Regions from separate parts of the Mus musculus genome. Here region 1 is linked to region 2. The links are chromatin contacts, called in public HiChIP or PLAC-seq maps. All regions are on one chromosome and are shown on one strand. Each heading gives the region's core, a stretch centred on a gene start, on an enhancer-like site or on the middle of the called end of the contact. The rest is flanking DNA. Distances are from core to core; before and after follow the strand shown.

Evidence for each region. HiChIP or PLAC-seq counts read pairs in DNA pulled down with a chosen protein or histone mark.
Region 1: an H3K27ac HiChIP or PLAC-seq map of oligodendrocyte precursor cells shows a contact between it and region 2, with 18 times the contacts expected there. The contact joins two enhancer-like sites. A contact is called at or near these places in 1 of 15 datasets of contacts at CTCF or cohesin (the NIH/3T3 cell line), 16 of 484 Hi-C or Micro-C datasets (B cells, CD4 T cells, bone marrow-derived macrophages and 8 more), 7 of 115 datasets of contacts at active chromatin or transcription factors (the HPC-7 cell line, SST interneurons, a beta-TC-6 cell line and 4 more) and 3 of 9 other capture datasets (adipose tissue, liver and pancreatic islet).

What each region holds. Positions count from the first base shown.
Region 1 is chr17:56,532,900-56,540,170 of GRCm38.p6, forward strand. No RefSeq gene overlaps it. Among named protein-coding and RNA genes, the nearest start is that of Tincr, 18 kb to the right of the region's middle. Within about 2 kb of position 3,347, at least 24 of the 459 cell types and tissues checked have an H3K27ac peak or open chromatin away from gene starts, as enhancers often do. A contact at or near this core is called in oligodendrocyte precursor cells, where this site is marked.
Region 2 is chr17:56,378,329-56,385,366 of GRCm38.p6, forward strand. The region is part of intron 8 of Kdm4b (lysine (K)-specific demethylase 4B); the gene reads left to right. It overlaps Gm32715 (a long non-coding RNA gene), which reads right to left. Exons shown (of 3, transcript XR_003952227.1): 3 at 1-4,132. Among named protein-coding and RNA genes, the nearest start is that of Gm32715, 6.8 kb to the right of the region's middle. Within about 2 kb of position 2,118, at least 44 of the 459 cell types and tissues checked have an H3K27ac peak or open chromatin away from gene starts, as enhancers often do. A contact at or near this core is called in oligodendrocyte precursor cells, where this site is marked.

The DNA of each region.
Region 1 (7,271 bases), core at 2,097-4,596, 160 kb after region 2:
ATGTAAGTATTTATATATGGATAGAAACATGAGTAGATGAATAGATAGATAGGCACACGGTTAGATGGATGGAATAATGGATGGGTGGATGGATGGATAGATGTGTGAGTGGATAGTTGCATGGATGGATTGATGCATGAGTCAATGGAAGAATGAATGATGGAATGGGAAGATGGGTGGATGGAAAGATGGATGGGTAGATGGTCACATGGATGGATTGATGGACGAGTGAGTCAATGGAAGAATAAGTGGAGAAATGGGTGGATTTATGAAAAGATGTATAGGTACATGAATGGATGGATGGATGGATGGATGGATGGATGGGTGGGTAGATGAGTGGTTGGATGAGTAAGTGTGTGTCTGGGTGGGTGGAGAGATAGGTGGGTGAATGGAAGAATGAATGGATACATGTAGATGGGAGCTGGATATAGTGTTAATGGATGTGTGTATGTATTGATGGATATATAATGGGTGGATTTGTGGATGGGTGAGTGAATTTGTGTGTGGATGGATGGATAGATTGCCAGATGAATAAATGGGTAGGTGGGTAGATGGACAGTTAGATGGATGGGTATATGGAGCATGGATGGATAGATGGATGAATAGGTGGATGGATGAGTCGATAAAAGAATGAATGGGGAAATGGATGGATGAATATATGTGTGTGATGGGTGGGTGGATAAACAGAAGTGTAGATGGGTGTGTGGATGGGTAAATGGGTTGGTGAATGAGTGAGTGCTTGGGTACATGGATGAATAAAGGAGTATGTGGGTGGTTAGATGAGTATGTGGGTGGATGGATGAGTGGATAGATGAGTGAATAAATGGGTGGATAAGAGTGAATGGAAGGGTGAATGGATGGGTAGATAAGTAGATTTATGGCTGGATGGATACGTAGACTAGTGGATGAAAGTATGAGTGGGTTGATGCAAGGGTGGATGGATGGATGGATGGATAAATGGATGGTAGATGGTGAATGAATGAATGAATGAATGGTAGATGGATGGTTAGATGAGTGGGTGAGTATTTGGATAAATGGATGTTTACATGGGTGGGTGAGTGAATGTATAGAAGTATGGGAAGTTCAGTAGTTGGTTTGTTTGATGAGTGGGTGGATGGATAGTGGAATGGGTGGTTGGATGAGTGTGGATGGGTGGATAGAAGGGTATATTTGTATGTGTGTGTATATATGTAATATATGGGTGGGTGGGTGGTTGAGTGGATGGATGGATGGTTGTGTGGGTTCATGCAAAAGTGGATGGATAGATAGATAGATGGATGGGTGAATGAATGGGTAGTAAATGGACAGTTGAATGAATGGGAGAGATGTTGGGTGAGTGGTGGATAGATGGGTAAATGGATGAATAGATGTGTAGGTGCATGGGTGGGTGGGTAGATGAATGAGTGTGTGGTAAATGAGTGAATAAATGGATGGAAGAATGGGTGGATGGATGACTCATTGGGAGGCTAGATGAGCGGATGGATAGATGAATGGATGGACAGATGCATGAATAGATGAGTGAATGAATATATGTGTGGGTGGATGGTTGGATGGATGTATGGATGAATTGATGAATGTATATGGGTGGATGGATGGATGGATGGATAGATGGATTGATGGATGGATAAATGGGTGGGTGGTAGAGTCAATGAATGGGTGCATGGATAGATAAATGACTGTATGGGTGGTTAGATGAATGAGTGGATAGATGGGTGGATAAATGAATGGATGAATAGGTGGATGGATGGGTGGGTTGATGCAAGGGTAAATGGGTGATATGGATGAATAGATAGTTGGATAATGGTTGGGATGATGGATGGGTGGAATAGATGTGTAGATGGATAGATGTATGGAAGTAGGATGGATGGATTGGTGGATTGGTGGGTGAGTGAATGGAAGGGTGAATGGGCAGATAGATGGGTACATGGATGTGTAGGTGGATGAATGTGTACATGGATAGAAGTAAGAAAAAGCATATGGAAGGTTGGATGGGTAGAGGTATGGATGTATGGAATGATAGGGTAGGTGATGGGTAGGTTGAAGGGTGGGTGCATAGATGGATGGGTTCATAAGTAAATGTATGTATAGAAGTATGGGTGAATGGACAGCCGGATGGATGGATAGATGAAAGGCTAGAAGGGTGGATTGGTAGCTAGATAGAAGTGAAAGGATGAATGGATATAGGGTAGGTGGATGGGTAGGTGGAGGGGTGTAGAAATGAATGGATGGATGGGTACATGGAAAAATGAGTGCACAGATGGATAGTGATGGATTGAATAGTGTGTGAGTGTTTGAATGAATGGGTGGGTAGGTGGGTGGTTGAATAGTGGAATGGCTGGATTGGTAGGTGGTTGGATAGTTAGGTGGATGAGTGGATGGGTGGTTGAATTGGTTAGTAGGTGAATGAATGGGTGGATGGATAGGTATCAAATGTATGAATGGAGTTTGGTTCTTTCTTGGCTGACATTCTGTCTTTAGAGTAAATTCGGTGCAATCCTAAGTAACTCTCCCCAAATCTCCTTGTTCCTGTGTGTGCTGCTCTGAGTACCACCATGGTTTAAAATGTCTAAGTGGTCTCCAAGAGTGGAGAGTAAATGGGAGTCGTTGACAGAAGTGATCCAGATTTTAAAAACGTTGACAAGCTTTCATTCAACAAAACTATGTCACAGAACTGTAATATCCAGCCTACTGAGGTGAAATGGGCCCTTTCTGTTGGCAGAGTCCCAGCATGGGGCTGACTGGTTTAGGGTTACCTCCCAGGACAGTCTAAAGCCCAGGACACTCCACAGAGAACCCATGAGGACTGATTTCCCCTATACTCAGTGAAAGTCCTGTAAGCAGCAATTTCTGAAATACTCGAGTAACCCTTGGCAACTGAAGCCCATTTTGCTCATCTTTCAGCTACAGAAAACCTAGGCCCAAAGACACCTCAGCATAACCTTGTGGCCCCAAAGCACAATCCTCCTCCTGGGCCCTCCACATGCACAGATGAAGTGGAGTTCCTGGGGTCCCCACAATTCCCAGGTCACTGAGCGCCAGAGCCGAGGAGGCCCTGGAGTCTGGGAAGCCTTCCTTGGGTGGAGTGGGTGGGGGTTGCAGGGCACTGGAAGATTCTTAGTGATCTGAGCCATTGGATGGAGCTTCTATTCAAACCTCCGAATTCCACCTTCCACAGTCCGCATTCTTTAAGGGAAAAGAAAAAAAAAATCCCTTACTGCCCAAAAGGGTTCGTCTTTTCTTGTTCTATTGAGCCTTCATCTAATCGCTTCCTCCTCTAGCTGCTGGGAAGAGCGAGGTAGAGAATAAATAAATACAGAGGGGAAAAAAAGGCTGCTGAAGGCGCGTTGCTGGGCGAGGGATTTCGCCTGCCAAGTTGAGATATGGACAAAGAGGAACAGCAGGCTGCACTGGGCCGGGCACGCAGGCCGATGGCTGCATTGAGATATCCAGAAAAACAAATTTATTGGGCTTTTGCGCATCCCCAACTGGCAGATGCTCGTTAACCCGAGCCAAGGAGATTCGCCTGGCCCTGTGGTGCCAGGAGCGTGGGAAGAGAAGCCCAATGGGGCTCTGTGTGACCTTCAGAAGTTGCCTGCGGTCTCTGTGCCTTGTTGCTTAGTAGACAAAGGTTCTTTTTTTTGTAGGATTCTGGGTTGGGCTTGGATAGTACGTGGGAGATGAGCCCCTTGTCCTGTCACAGGGCTGGGGGAAGGGACAGGGCCCACACAGAAAACCAAAGTCATTAAATCCCAGAGGAGGAGGGTCCCGGGGCATGGGCACACACGGAAAGTAAACCTTCAGTTGCTGGCTGGCTTGAGAGTATTTAACTTGTAGAAGTTTGTAGACCTCAATACCCACAAATGGAGGCAATTAACCCATCGGTAACAACGGGTTTATTTTGAAATATTAACTCAAAGTGCTCCAGAGGTGAGACTCATCCAACCAGCAATAGGCATACATTAGGCACCTACTGTGTGCTAAGCACTATTTTAGACCCTGTGCCCAACATACACTTGAATAACTAAACAAGGGAATTTCAGCCAGCAAGCGATTGGAACCAAATAATAAGATGTCTCTTCTATGCTCCAACATGCCAGGAAGATGTCAGGAAGCAGTGGGAGGCTTTTAATGCCAGGGGAGGGGAGGAGAGTGGGTGGGTGGGTAGATGATGGCTGAATAGGGAGTTCAACGCTGGGATTGGTCAGCCAAAGAGAAGTGCAGGAAGAGGCACAGCCATACAAAGGCCCCGGGGCAGGGGACACAGGCACACACAGATCATGGGGTAGGATGGAGGTAGCATATTGGAGCATAGAGGAGATCCTTGTAGCTGAACCTGACAGAGGGTGTGAGAGAGAGAGAGAGGCTAGAACAGGGTGGATAGGGCTGGGAGAGCAGAGTCCTGTGAGCTGCATTGGCAACTTGGCTTGGTCCTGGAGGAGCATCTGTGGACTCCCAACAGTCTCCTTCCACCTGTTTGGACTGGGACTTGGAATCAGGAAGAGGAAATAAGCATCCCCTCACTTATAACACAGTCATCTTTGTTGTTTGTTCTGTTTTTTGTTTGGATTTGGGTTTGTTTTTTATTATTATTATTATTATTGTTTTTGAGACGGGGGGTCTCATTATGTAGCCGTGGCTGTCCTGGAACTCACTCTGTAGACCAGGCTGGCCTCAAACTCACAGAGATCCACCTTCCTCTGCCTCCCAAGTGCTGGGATTAAAGGTGTGTATCACCAAAGCCAGGCAATCTTTGAATCATTGAGAATATCTGTTATTCACTAAAAAAAAAAAAAAAACAACACCACCCTGATGCCATTTTGAAATCATTCTAAATTAAACTCCATTCTAGACTGGGCCACAGCCTTGGCTTTGAACTTGACCTGAACCTCAAACTCTAAAGCATCTCAATGCTGCTGAGCCCAGACTGAGTCTTTAGTACCAATAGGACCATGCCTGGGGACGGAGCACTGACCTTGGGTGTGACCCCTGATCCATCTAAGCCTCAGTTCTGCCACCTGTAAACTTTGAGGTATCCCGAATGTCACCCAGGGACACTGAGGGCAGGGCTCTCCCTCACCTTCTTCCCCAGAACCAGAGCTTGTGGGGGCTCTGGCATTTCTTGTGCCTTGAATGTTGGAGCCTAAAGCCCTGCCAGGCACAGCCTCTCATGCCCAGCAGGGGCCGCATTAAGCGCTCAAAACCCATTCTGGGAAATTAGACCGGAGGCCTCTTCCACAATCATGGGTCATTCTTGTCTGTGCCTCCCCAGCATTCCTGCCGAGATGATAGCCCAGCAGCGGGTCTGGGGGTGGTGATTGGGGGATTCCAGCTGGACGGCCGGCACAGGACAAAGGCTGCCTTTGAGTAACTGCAGATTTCAAGAGTTTCTGGACCCTGGCAGACTATGTCACTCTCAAAGAGTCCAATCTCCAGAGATGGGGACACCAAGGGAGGGGGGGAGCCACCTCTACCAGCTTTGTGGCCCCTCAGATTTGTGGGCTTGTTCAGTGGTCATCACCTTGAGTGGCTGAAAGACGAGATGGGGCCAGGTCTACATTGATTTTAGAGCTGGAGCAGACTGCAGGTCCATGGTGATCCAGCGTGGTCAACCGTCCACAGAAAATCAGGATTCGCATTCGCTTCTGAGAGAGCAGCCTCTCCTTCCCACCCCAAGGTCTGTGTTTTGCCAATGAAACAAGGGACTGAGACTCGGTGGGCAGAACTGGAATTCAAGACCATTCCTGGCTATACAGTGCGTTTGAGGCCAGCCTAGGCTACAAGAGACCCTATCTCCAAACTACAAATAAATCACATCCTCTTCCAGGTTCCTCCATATTCCTGACTAGTTTGTCTCCCTCCTTTACAGTGGTAGGAATAGGCTCAGAGAGGGAGAGCTTCCCGAATCACCACAGGCCAGTGGTGCAGCTACAGCAGCAAACCTCCCACGTGGCCCTGGGAGGCTCCCTGGTGGCATTGTGAAGGCTGAGGGGTCAATCCTTGCAGCATTGAATTGGGGTTGGCATATGGGTCTAAATGAAAGTGTCACAACACGGGGCTCTCCGACATCCTCTCTAGCCTATCTCAGGTCGACACTCCTGAGTCAGTGGAAGTCATGTTGGAAGATCATTCAAGCCATATCACCCAGAGAGAGCTGTCAAAGGCCTCAAAAGACACTCAGATATCTCACAGACTGGGGGTGCAATGCCTTCCTTCTCTTACCAGTAGAGATGCCCAGTTGCCTCATAGAGTGAGATTTTGATACCACTTCTTACCTCTAGGAGATGTCTAAGACTGCATTTCATAAACCCATGCCCCTTCCTGTGGTTCCATGGATGTCTGGGGTGTTGGCTCCTCCAGCCCCAAACCAATCTCCAGGTCACTGGGTTCCAGGCTCACACCTTGACATGGGACAACAATGGAAGATTCCTGGCAAGACTCACCCAGCTAATCCAGTACCAGGCTCTCTCTTGACCTATAAAACCTCACAGGGCGGGATATATATATGTATACACATACATATATGAATGAAAAGATAATTCACATAACCATAGCAACTGGAAGGAACCAGGAATTGGAAATTGGATCAGGAATTGAAGGTAAATCTGCCCTACATAGGAAGAACCTGTCTTCAGCTAGGAGCTTGCCGAGTTCTGGGAATTTGGGTCCCAGCACCTTCGGGACAGCTCACTGCCCTCTGTAGCTAAGAGGATCCAATGCATTCCTCTGACCTTCCTAGGAACTGCAGTCCTGTGAAAACACATACCAACACAGAACCTAAAATAAAAAAAAAATAAATAAAGTTTTAAAGATTTAAAAACTAGGCAGGAAAAAAAAGTCAGGTGCCAGATTGCCTTTCTTGTCACACGTACAGAGGGTCTCCATCAGACCGGTCTCTGTGGGGTGTCCCAGCCCCTGTGGGAGGCTGGGTAATAGTCCTGTGCCCATTCAATCGACCACAGTTTCTACCCACAGTCGGAATAGCCCAAGGCCTCCCAGCAGATGTTTGAAGACTCAGTTTCCCTGCCTTCATTAGCCCTGTCCGCACACAGTGCGGACCCAGGTGGGGACACCCAGACAGGGAGTCCCTGCCTAGAATCCCTCGTTGAGTGCCCACCCCCACTGGACCCAGGCAGACCAGGGAAATGAGATTAACTTCAGGCAGGGTCTCAGCCGCCTGAAGGACGGCATATTGATCTCCATGGTTCGAAAAAATTAAATGATATTGCGTTTTGTTATTTAAAATGCTGTCCAAGCAATTCCATAATGGAAAG
Region 2 (7,038 bases), core at 868-3,367:
CTGGCTTTTCCTTCTGTGATCACAGTAGGGCAGTTGAGAGTGGCCTTGCTCATGTGAGTGTCTTGTCCATGTGCAGCATCCGTTGTTGCCAACGGTCTTGTTGGTTCAGTTTTGAGATGAGAGTTAAGGCTAACCAAATGGCAGGAGGATCAGGAGTTCAGAACCATCTTTGGTTACAGGCATCCTTGAGTTTGAGGGCAGCCTGGGTTACCTCAAAACAAAACAAAACAAAGCCCCACAGACCTGTGTCGGGCTTGGGCCCCTCATGGGCTCTTCTCCTCTCTTGACAACATTTGTCCTTCCAGAGTTTCCTGAGCTGTGCGTGGTGCACACATGGAATCTCAGCATCCAAGAAGCTAAGGCAGGATTGCTGCAAGGTTGGTCACAGCCTAGGCTACAGGGCATGATCCTATCTCAGAAGCAAAAGAATCAGAGATGAGAAATCCAGAAAATTCAGCCACCCAGCTGTGTCACTTTCCATCCCACATGTATAGCAAGGGCCGTGAATGAGCTTGGGGCTAGCTAGGGTGAACACTCTCTTAAGTCTCAGGCAGTCAGGCATTCCCACATGATCCCCGTAGACATGGTTCATTCCTTGCTCTGTGAAGTCAGCACCCTCCATGGAATGGTAACTCTGGGCTGACAGACAGGAACAGAGAGGCCAAGCAACTTTGCCAATGGTACCCAGCAGGTGCCATGTCCAGCATACCCTCCAGGTTCCTGGCCTGTTCAGTAGACCTATGTGCAGATGTGGTGTGAGCTTCTGGGAATGCACCAGGTCAGCCCTTCCTTCTTAAGAGTTTTCCAGGTGTGATAACATGGGCAGGCTCGAGGCACAGTCTGCCTGCCTGCCCACCAGCCTGCTTTTCACAGGCTGGAGCAATTCTCCACAGGTCACTAACTAGATCAAAGGGGTTCTCTTAGCGAGGGGGCGCCTCCTGTACAGCCCTGCCTGTCACTGGCTGCTGCATCAGCCTTTGCAAGTCACAGGCCACACACACAGTGTGGGAAGCTCAGCCCTGGTCCACACTGCAGGGAAGGGTCTCATCACGACCCCACCAGGCTGAGCTGTGGTGAGACCAGGGTGTGATTGAGAGCCTGGCTCTAGCTGCACGTTCAGCAGCTTCTCTGTCCCCTTGCCATTTCTGTGGCCAGATGCCAGTCTTCCCAGAAATACGACACTGGAGTTGGAGGGAAAGTCTGGAGGTAGCCTCCTCTTTGCATATCGTCATGCCCTTGTGGTAGACTGGTAGCAGCAGGCCCTCAGCACAGATTAATGACCAGGTAAGAACTGGCAGCCTTGTTTCCTGCTGTGGGTGACAGTTAGTTGCAGGCTGAGAGGCATAAGGCTGGCCTGAAACTGCAGTCACAGGGTCTGAGGTCGTGCCACCAGCTGGTCATTTGCTCCACTGGCCCCTGATCTATGCTGTGGCAGGGCTGTATGCACATGATGGCTATTGTGAAGTGTGTTCCTCCTCCATCCCTGTCTCATGACTTCTGCGCTATGAGTCCCAGAAGGCCAGTGGGAGCACAGAGGGTCCTGTGTAAGGCTGACACAGCCTTCTTGTGGTACAGCTGGCCACTGTTAGGTAGAGGGAAGATCTAGAAAGGTAGCCTAGCATGAGTTCCCCAGCACAATACATGGTCTTGGCGTTCTCTGTGGGGTATCCTAGCCTTGTACCCCATGTCAGAAGCCCCAACAGCCCTGGTGGCAACAGTGTTCTTAAGTATCATGTAAGGTCTTTGGTGGAGGAGGTACATGCTGATAACCCCCTGCCCCCTGCCACTGACTCCCCAGTAGGTTAAGTGAAGAGTACATCATGGACACCCCACATTATGTAGCCTGTGCATTACAATCTTGTCCCAATTTCCCTATGAGTAAACTGGGGCTCCAGGGGTTCCCATGGTAAGGGGTGCTGGGAAGTTGTGGGCTGCCCCAGAAGGCCATGATGGTCACACTGAGGTTTGCACAAAGCAGGGACTGACAGGACCCAGACAAAGAGCACCGTCAGGGGAGAAGACAGTCTAGTGCTGCCAGCTCCCTGCCACTCAGGACAAGTGGCCTCTGTGCCAAGAGGGGTGAGGTGGGTGTTGTCATGGGTACAGTGCCACACAAGGGGCATCATGACACCAGAGACTGCTGAGGGGCACAGGCCCCACCAGGCAGCACTGTGAGCTGGCGCCTAATCATCCTGTGCACAGTCCCTCTGGCTCCCTAATGAACTGGCTGCCGTTGCAGCGCTGGCAATCGTAGCAGAAATGGGCCAAGCCGCAGCTAGAGTTCTGTGCTGTAACCCTTAGTGGGCCAGAGTGTCTCCCTCAAACAGATGGCTCTTCAAAAATGTCCCTTCAATCATTGAGCTTGCCTTCCTCTGCTATGGGACTGGTGCACTTCTGTCACCCTAACACTCAGGACGCCGAGACAGGAAGATTGCCCCAAGTTTGAGGTCAGCCTTTTTAAAAGGTATTTCTGACATGGAAAGCTATGGTAGCATTGAAAAAGGGTGTGCATAGCCACAGCCAGCTGGTATGGTACTGTGGTTTAGCAAGGTCCACTTTTAAGAACTGACAAACCAGGCCTGAGCCAGGCATCCAGAGGACCCACTGTGGCCCAGTCTTCATCAGGTCAGCAGGGTTGATCAGCACCCCTCCTGCAGCCTGTAGTGTGCCCCTACCCTGGCTCCTAGACCCCAGGCCTGGTCACGTCTACATAGAAGGGATGTGGTGCAGACCTGGGTGTAGGGGCAGTCATATCTGAATATGTCCAGCCATGGGTGACCATGTTGGTGAGCTGGGGACAATGTTGTTGTCCCCTCTAGGACATGCCCTACCCTTACCAAATTCTAGCCGCTCCAGCAACAGGCTGTGTTCCGCCCTGGTTCCTATGCCATGACTGAGAGTTGTCCCTGCCACACTGGTGAGAGCAGGAGAGTCCCTGCAGTAACATGCTATCCGGTTTGGTGGTTTTATTGAGCTGTGTTTTAATCATCTCCTCTCCAGCTATTGCCTCCCCCAGCTCACTGTTTCGCATGAGCGGGTTCTGGTGTAACCAAGCCTGTCAAAAGAACACAGCCTCCAACCAGAGCTCAGAGCTCACAGAAGATCCTGGGAACCCAGGTGGCCTCACTGCTGTGCACCCAGCCTGACTCTGAGTGAGGCAGAGGGAACAGATTCAAAGTGTGGGAGCCCCAGGGACAGGGTCGCAATTGAGGCAGAACCTTTGTGCCTGACACAGCCCTAAAGGAGCCAGGAAGTCAAGGGCTTGCAACTCTCAGCAGAGCTGGAATAAGCATGTATGCACCCTACTACAAATGAGACACCTCCCAGCAGTCTTCAATCTCTAGAAATGCATGGTATACAGGCACAGTCTGTTAATGGGGATGACCCTGGGCCCAGGGGCATTGGGGCAAGGTTTAGCTAGGCACAGAGCCCTGGTCCAGCACCACAAGGGAAGTATGGGGCCTTTGTCCCGTGTTTGCCAGCCACACTCCAGTGTTTCAACTTCATTAGACAAGCACTTCTGTGACTTGGGTAGCCTTGAACGACATGTCACCTTCGTGTCTCTGAGGATCTCATTGACCTGGCTAGGCTCCTGATAGTCAGTGACGTAGAAGGATCTGAGATGGACAATTGGTCTCCATCAGGATCTGTGTAGGGAAGTGGATAGTGACACAGACAGGCAGGAGTAGGTCACATACTTTGAGGAGTACCAGTACCTAGGAGTGAGGGCCACCCAAGGAAGCAGGTGCTGCTGTCAACACAGGTGGGGTCTCTTACACAGAAGCACATTAAAGGTGTCTGTGCCATGTGCAGCCACACTAAGCTCTGGACCGCCACACAGCTCGAGGAGGTATTCTACATTACCTTAGGCTGCAGAGTGACTCCATGGCTGCAGCAGGACGCAGAGTGATGGCTGCAGGATGCCATCTGTTCACAAAGTAAGACAAGGTAGCCTGTGTAGGGAGGTGGGCGCCATGGACTCCCTAACCTCTGTATGCAGAATTGCAAGCTGGTCCAGGTGGGCTGTCCAAGCTTGGCTCCAGGTTGGGAAGCACGTGGCAGCTCATTCCTCTGGGCCAGTCTGTGCTTAATGTGCACACTGCAGATTCTAACTCTTCTTTGCCTGTGAGTTCTGCTGGGCAAGAAAGACCGGACTGCTAGCCAAGGGGCAGCTACAAGCCCCTTGGGCACTATGCTAGGCTACTTGATGGGCCACCCTGTTGGGTGGTCAGGAGAGCAGCACAGCTCTGCATGCCTGTGCCCACTTTCTCCTGGGTAGTTACAGAGGCTTCTCAGAGTGGAGCTGAGAGTAGTAGGGTTGGCAGCGGCAGGTATAGTGTCACTTCTTTCTGGCTACTTCCTGGTGATGACGGAGAGGGACAGGAAGCAGAAGTGAGGTTCTCAGGCTCTACGGGCAAATGTCCCTCTCTTTCATGACCCAGCAGAGGAGAGCAGCCTTCCCTGCATTCCCGACGGCACTGCTGTGTCCTGTGTTTCAGTGTGAGTGTGGAAGCCCCTCCCCCAGAGTTGGCACGAGGCAACAAGACATCAGCTTTTAGAGGACTGGGGACCTGCAGGTGGCTTTGGGGTCTTGCACGCAGGAAGTATTCCTGGCCCCATCCCTGCTTCCCTGCTCGAGACCCCAGCACACAGGAGGGGTGGTAATTGCAACCTTTGTGGACAATGCCACACCCCTGTGACCTCTGACCAGGGCCTCTCGAGGCAATCAGGCAGGCTCCTGGTAACCAACCGGGGATTTGGTTCTGCACTGCTAACGCCTGTGCCATGTTTAAGCTGGATGCAGTTCTGTGCTGTGCACTCTCCCAGCTGCAGCTGTTCTGTACGCCGTGGATAGCACCAGCTCTGCCGTCACTTGCTGTGTTGATCACCCTAAGACAGTGGCAAGTAGGAACACTGATGGTAACTCCAGCTAGTCATGTGTGACAGCTGTCTCAGCTTATGCTCAGCCTAGGCTATTTCTATAAGTCTGTGACAGACTATAGACCATGCTTAAGACTCCATTGCAGCCTCGGGGAAGGAGCCCGAGGGGAGCCTTCCCTTGCATTGTCCCCAAGCCCCATTCTGAGGCAGACTCAGCAGGTGGACATGTCCAGGTCAGTGGCTGGGGAGTATTCCTGGCCTTCCCAGAGGTGCTTGATGGTATGGATGCCTTGGTAGGACTGTCTTATTGTCACCTGGGTGTCCTATTGGTATGCTGGCATTCAGGGATGGTGTGAAAAGGAAGCTGCTGCCAGGCGTGGTGGTGCACACCTTTAATCCCAGCACTTGGGAGGCAGAGGCAGGCGAATTTCTGAGTTCAAGGCCAGCCTGGTCTACAGAGTGAGTTCCAGGACAGCCAGGGCTACACAGAGAAACCCTGTCTCAAAAAACCAAAAGAAAGAAAGGAAGGAAGGAAGGAAGGAAGGAAGGAAGGAAGGAAGGAAGGAAGGAAGGAAGGAAAGAAAAGAAAGAAAGAAAGAAAGAGAGAGAGAGAGAGAGAAAGAAAGAAAAAAAGAAAGAAAGAAAGAAAGAAAGAAAGAAAGAAAGAAAAGAAAAGAAAAGAAAAGAAAAGAAAAGAAAAGAAAAGAAAAGAAAAGAAAGAAAGGAAAGAAAGCTGCCGCAGGCGGAAGTTCCTGTGCCTCAGGTTCTGGAAGGTTCTCAGCAAACTGCACTGAGTATGGGCTCATGGGGTGCATCTGCAGTCCCTAGGCTGTGCTATGCAGTGCCACCATGGACTTGCAAATGTGCTGCCACCCTGGCACTTGAGGTCAGAGCCCTGGGTGTCAGGCCATTGGAATGCGGGTACAGGGTGCAGAGCCTTACAGGTGGTTGGTACAGGTCCTCTTGGCAGCCTCAGTGGAAGTGTGAGGTGTCTGTGCCATTGCGTTGTTCGTCCTTTGTCCCAGGACACCCTCAAGCCTATCTGCTGATGAGCTAAGCTAGTGCCAACGACTTCGGTGAGTGGTGCCACCCGGGCCCCTCAAGGACCCCCCTTTGCTATCAGGCATCTTCAGAGCTTACTAATCCCCAGCGGGGATAACACCTTTCCATCACAGGCTGGGCTCACTAGAAAGGGCCGTGACCACCTCAGAATCCCAGGTGGCAGTAGGACACCCAAGTGACAGCTGCCCACCAAGGAGGGAGTCTAAATTGCACTGATGGGTGAGTCCTCAAGAAGCTCTGTCCTCAAGAAGTAATGAAGTCTGAGGCAGCACCTCCTCTGGAGGGGCTTGGCCTTAGTGGCCCGACTGCTTTCCTTCTTTGTGGCTTAGGGTGTGACTTCGTTCTGTAAGGGTAGGGTGATACCCAGCCCTGAGAAGGCTCCAGCATGCAAGGGTCAAGTCAGATCCTCTGCAGAGATAAATCTTTACCCCTTAGGAAGAGAGTGACACCACAGTGGAGAACTGCCTGCTATCTCATGTGCTGGTGCTACTAAGCTGCTGTAGCCAGCTGCAGAATCCTGGGCAGCTGCTTGGGCCTCACCTAGAAGATGGACCAAGCCTTCCCTGTGGCTGAGCTGTCAGATCACCTTACCACCCTCCTCCGGACCATGTGTTAGATCCACCAGGCTGCTGCTCCCAGACCCTGCCCAAAACATTTGCTTTTGGCCACACACTCCCCATGTCTGCAGAGCTCACGTGGGGTATGTAAAGGCCACTGTCATTGCAAGGCCAGCCGGTACTGGCAGCTCTGTCCTGGCCACTGGTGCTGGCTTCAGCAGTGTGGGGCCCATGGGAGCACTCAGGTGCTTTTGCTAATTACTGACGGCAAAGTCATGGCTGAGCCATTTGGCACAGATCCCTTAATCTGCAGTTGATGAGGACTCAGTGAGGCCAGGCTCAGGAACACACAACTTGGGCACCATCTGCGGCCACTGCTGACTGATCAAGTCCCTGCACAGACGCTATCTTGCACATTCCCATTAAGCAAGTTGAGTTTGCTTGAAATCGCTCACCCATAAATACCCCCTCTCACTCAGTTTACTGGACCCAGACAGATTCCCAGTGCCTTCCCCTCCAGCAAAGAGGGGTGGGAGCT